2 separate regions of the Podarcis muralis genome follow, and region 1 is linked to region 2. The links are chromatin contacts, called in public Hi-C maps. All regions are on one chromosome and are shown on one strand. The core of a region is the stretch at or near the end of the contact, and the rest is flanking DNA. Distances in the headings are between cores, read along the strand shown. Region 1 holds the start of LOC144329014. Region 2 holds the start of ABCC9 (ATP binding cassette subfamily C member 9).

Region 1 (2,700 bases), core at 122-2,621, 190 kb after region 2:
TCCCTGGCATCTCCAATTAAGGCTGGGAAAGACTACCTCCGTGAAACTCTGCAGAGCTGCTGCCAGCCAGTGCAAGCACTACTGAGCCAGATGGACCAATGGTCTGACTTGGTAGAAGGCAGCTTCCTGGGTTCCTCTGAGTTCTGATCTTTAACCAAGGAACTCAGAGCCATGTACACGGAGAATCTGCGTATACACCACGGTATCCTCACAATGATTCTGTGCTATAGGTCAATCTGGCAAAAGCTTGTTTTTGTTTTGTTTTTGTTACTGTTAGTATTATACATGATGTCTTTGTTTTTAATTTATTGCATTCTATTCTTTTTCCTCCCTTCCCCTCACTTCCCTTTGTTTGTTAACATTGGAAAAAACAAAACGGTGTGTGTTTTTAAAAAAACTGGCAGACATTCTATGAGTTCACAGCTAAGAAAAGATTTGAACCAGAGATTCTGTTATATATTATACTCTTTTCACTATACTGGTCTGGTGCTCATAAGTTTTCAAAACTTTCCCAATCTTACTTAATTGTCATCTGGAAAGTAGCTAATTCCAACTAGCCATTAAGCCACCTTGAATTCTCTCTCTGGTGTGTGTGTGTGTGTGTCTGTGTAGTTTTGGAAAGGCAGGTTATAGACCGTAACAAATAAATAGCAATGCTCAGTGCTTTTTCTCCTCTAAAAAAAATGTTTAGGGGTACTCTCCATTTTCCTACTCATATTGAAATACTGCCCCTCAATGAGGCCAAACTTAGATTCATAAAATGTTTAGCTGTATGCGTACCCCCCAGAGAAAGCACTGGCAATGCTTACAGACTTTTATAATGAAAAATGCTTTCCCCACCGCATCTATCTCATTCATATCTGCAGTCATTCATTTTCATTATGTCTTTAGTTTTTGCATTTTACAAGCGGCAAACAGATCGTGAAATGCTAGACAAAGTACACACAAGTAAAGTGATGCATTACTGTATTTCTCTAACAGAACTTTTCCTAAAGCTCTTTCTAACTAACTCGGGTGTGAATTTGAATGAATGAATCAATGAATGAAAACAAATAAATAAAGCTAGGGGAAAAGGCAATAAAGAATGAGAGAAATGCCTCTGGCGATCTCAACGAATGCATGAAATAACATTGAGGAACTAATTCTGCCTTGAGAATTTTTGCAGCTGGTCCTTATGGATGCCAGACTCTTAGCACTTCAGAGTACAAAGAACTCACCTTAGTCAAGGAGTTATCTGCCTCTCTCCGCTTCTCTCTCTCGAAGCAGCAGCCCTCTGTGAAGAAGACTGTTTTGCCGATCCTCTTTTTGTAGGCTTCATGAAGCTGTGAGGTTCACACCAACCATGATTTAATAGCAAGAATAAAGTGGAACCCTCTTTTGCTCCCACAAAACAATCCAGCACCGATCATCATCATAACAACAGCGCCGCCTGCTGAACAGTGTTTGCAGTGCAGTCAAACACTTGCCGTGTTCTCGGGCTCAGCTGAGAATTCAGCTATAAGTTTGAACAGAACAGGACCAGGACTCTCATCCTATGCAAACTTATTGTCCATGCTTAACTCTTCTTCTTCTTCTTTTTCTTCTTCAGCGATCACTTACAGCTGAGTAAGATTGACTTCCATAAACACGGTTTTAACAATGAGTCTGTAAGTGACTGTGGAGGCCAATTCTGGATCCACACGTCCTTCCACAGTGGGGACATTGGTTCCCCTATCAAAAACGACCTTGTGACGCACCAGCACACATTGGATAAGGGGCATATTTTGAAGCTAGCAGGGACTGAAGGGCCCTGTTCTGCCCGCTGACTTGTTCCTCCTGCACAAGCTGTCAAAGGGCTCATGGACACATATATTCTTTTCTTTTTTAAAATTCATTTTCACTTTTAGCATTTATCATCATACATAAATCATAATCATTTTACAAATAGGATTCTCAGAATCCCCAGACTTCCTTCCATGGTTTCCCCAGATATTCTTTTCAAACTGCATCATATCCTATTCTCCATATTTTCTTAAAACTCAATTTTTATCATCGTTCTCTCTTCACTGCAAGTGTTTTCAAAATCCTGCTAATGTTTTCAATTGTTTACAGTGTTCTTTTTAAGTAACTTTTTAAAATTCCCCATTCTTTGTTAAATTTATTGACCTCTTAATCTCTGATTTTCCCAGTCATTTTCGCCAATTTGGCGTAGTCCATCATCTTTACCTGCCATCCTTCTTTTGTAGGTAGATTGTCCTCATTCCATCTTTGGGCAAGTAGCATCCACGCAGATGTTGTAGCATACATAAATAGTCTCTTCTGATCCTTTGGTATTTCTGGACCTAAAATTCCTAGTGAGAAAGCTTCAGGTTTTTTTTTACAAAAGTAATTTAAAACATTTTTTCCAATTCATTATAAATCATTTCCCAATATACCTTTGCTTTTTTACGTGTGGCAAAATGTGCCTTCTTTCTCTTTTCAGTTCCAACATGTATCTGTAGCAGTTCTATGCATTTTAGCTAGTTTAGTAGGAGTTGGGTACCAGCAATACATCGTCTTCATATACCGTATTTTTCCCTCTATAACACGCAGATTTTTTCTCCTAAAAAGGAAGGGGAAATGTCTGTGCGTGTTATAGAGCGAATGTGTGGTCCCTGGAGCCAAAAAATCAAGCAAAAGTCAAATCGCGCTTCACGGAGAAGGGAAACCTGAAAAGAGGAA
Region 2 (2,700 bases), core at 34-2,533:
ACCACAGTGCCACCTGCTCCTGTGTAATAATGAGATCTATATACACACACACTATGCTCCACCACTTTGATGCACATAAGTTCATACTGAATCTGAAACAAACCACTTTAAATAGATAAACATTTAAGCATTGATAAAATCTATATAAATATAATATAAATTATGCTAATAATGTTTTCTCAGGACGCGGGTGGCGCTGTGGGTCAGAGCCTCAGTGCCTAGGGCTTGCCGATCGAAAGGTCGGCGGTTCGAATCCCCGCGGCGGGGTGCGCTCCCGTTGTTCGGTCCCAGCGCCTGCCAAATTAGCAGTTCGAAAGCACCCCCGGGTGCAAGTAGATAAATAGGGACCGCTTACTAGCGGGAAGGTAAACGGCGTTTCCGTGTGCGGCTCTGGCTTGCCAGAGCAGCGATGTCACGCTGGCCACGTGACCCGGAAGTGTCTTCGGACAGCGCTGGCCCCCGGCCTCTTGAGTGAGATGGGCGCACAACCCTAGAGTCTGTCAAGACTGGCCCGTACGGGCAGGGGTACCTTTACCTTTACCTTTTAATAATGTTTTCTCAGCGGTGGAAAAGTCGCCAGGTAATTCTAAATTAAACCTTTGTTCCTTATGACTGACAAAGGGAAATCGTGTTTCTTTAAATTGTTGTTCCCACCACCCCATCTCCTAGTTTTCACTAGATCTGGATATTTTGCCATTTTCACAACACCCTGCGAAGCCATCCTCTTTCAATGGGAATTTGAGCAGATCGCCATGTCGCAGCAAATGATGTTTGAGCTGCATTTCATAGATTTCCAACTAAAGGGATATTAGTGGGTTGAGCCTCATTTGACATCGCCTTTAATCCCATATGTGTCTTTTCCGAGAGCACTTTCATTGTGTGGTCTTCCTTGCCTGTGATTTTCCTATTGTGAAGCATCTTGCAACATATCTGTATGCCGGGCAGTATACAAATAAAAATAAATGCTATTTGCATTGAAAACTCTTAAAGAATATGCACATAATCCATTTAGATGTGCGTGCAAACCAGGAAACCGATAGGGTGTCTAGTGTACCTATAGAAATCCAGCTGTGCCGATGTGTCTAATCTGCTCCAGCTCCACAGAAAGCGTTTTATTTTGCTTTCTTTTTAAGCCAGAGAAGGAGAGTGCCCTCATCTCACCCCTGGAGGAGGTCAGATGGCTGAAGCATAAAGCTTGCACATTAATGGGAACGGCATTGTCTTCGCAAGCGCTTAAATGACGGCTTTGGTTGTTCTCTGCTTCCCCGTCTGCATGCTCTGAGCCGGCGGCAGTAGGCAGCGTGTCTTGCTCCATAAACCTCATGCTGCAGTCTTCAGAGATGGCATCCCTGGAGAGCCATCTCTGTGTCCACCCGGGTTCCTCAGATTGCCGCAATAGATCCCGGTAAGCCCTTTTCAATAGGCGAATGGGGATGGCAGGGAGGAAAGCGTGAGGTGGAGGTGGGGGGTAGAGAGAGATGGGATTGCAATTGCCAACTTGGAAGGTTTGCTGTAGAATGAACGTCACACAAAATGTTTCAGGCAATGCAGCGTGCATTTGCGGAGAGCTCATGACAATTGCACAGGCACCAGGCACACTGATACCGACCGCATTTCCCATGTGCTAGAGGCGCTCTGAGAAAAGGGGACTCCTAGTTTCTTCAAGCTCTGTTACGCGAAGAATAAAGTTAGGGAGCATGCAGAAAACAGCTAGGCAAATGCAGCACTGTTTTCACAAGCTGCTAAAAATCATGGGGTTTCTCCAGTGTAGCACCGACTAACAGCTACTTAGCAGCATATATAAATAGATAGGCGGTGCAGAGGAAAAAACCAGTTCCTTTTGGCCAAACTAGACTAATTTTTTAATATATAGATTTAATTATATTCCCGAAACAATGACACCAGTTCAGTGTGAAAATACAGTGGTACCTCGGGTTACATACGCTTCAGGTTACAGACTCCGCTAACCCAGAAATAGTACCTTGGGTTAAGAACTTTGCTTCAGGATGAGAACAGAAATCGTGCAGTGGCGGCAGCAGGAGGCGCCATTAGCTAAAGTGGTGCTTCAGGTTAAGAACAGTTTCAGGTTAAGAACGGACCTCCGGAACGAATTAAGTACTTAACCCAAGGTACCACTGTATGCAGTTGTAATAATGGTTATTGTTGAAAATAGAAGAGGATGTCAGAAATGATTAAAATGTGAGGTGTCATGTGTATATTTCATAACATGAAACGGGAATGGATCAAACATGCGTACTACACAGGTTCAACTATGAAGTAACCATGGCAGACGGCTTAATATGCAAAAAAAAAAAGTCATTGGGTTCAATCTGTGGCAAAGCCATCTTTTTTAAAACAAAACAAAACCGAAAACCTTCCCTTGGGGGTTCCCCAGCTGATGCCTGCCACCTGTGGATCCAGCCAGCTCACATGACACTGGCCCTGCCTTGCACCCTCCTTGAGTGTTTTCCCTGCCTGGAATGTGTCCTTGAATTCCGATCATGCCTCTCGCTTGCCTGGACGGTGGACAAAGAGGGCACAGAAACTAGCCTACTGTACAAAGGTAGAATTTACATGAGTTGCCCCGCCCACTTTTGCCTCTGGCTCCGCCCACCACTGACAAGTGGCCCTTGAAAGGTGGCCCGGAAGGGAATGTAGCCAATGAGCTTAAAGGAAGTGCTCATCACCCCTGCTATAAGG

Evidence for each region. Hi-C and Micro-C count contacts between places; a contact is called where the count stands out from the background.
Region 1: a contact with region 2 is called in a Hi-C map of blood, with 5 times the contacts expected there. The contact joins the promoter of LOC144329014 here to the promoter of ABCC9 in region 2. A contact is called at or near these places in 2 of 3 Hi-C or Micro-C datasets (blood and tail).

What each region holds. Positions count from the first base shown.
Region 1 is chr10:65,109,840-65,112,539 of rPodMur119.hap1.1, forward strand. LOC144329014 reads right to left here and starts at 1,372. Exons shown (of 3, transcript XM_077935314.1): 1 at 1,218-1,372.
Region 2 is chr10:64,924,463-64,927,162 of rPodMur119.hap1.1, forward strand. It overlaps ABCC9 (ATP binding cassette subfamily C member 9), which reads left to right and starts at 1,284. Exons shown (of 40, transcript XM_077935308.1): 1 at 1,284-1,405.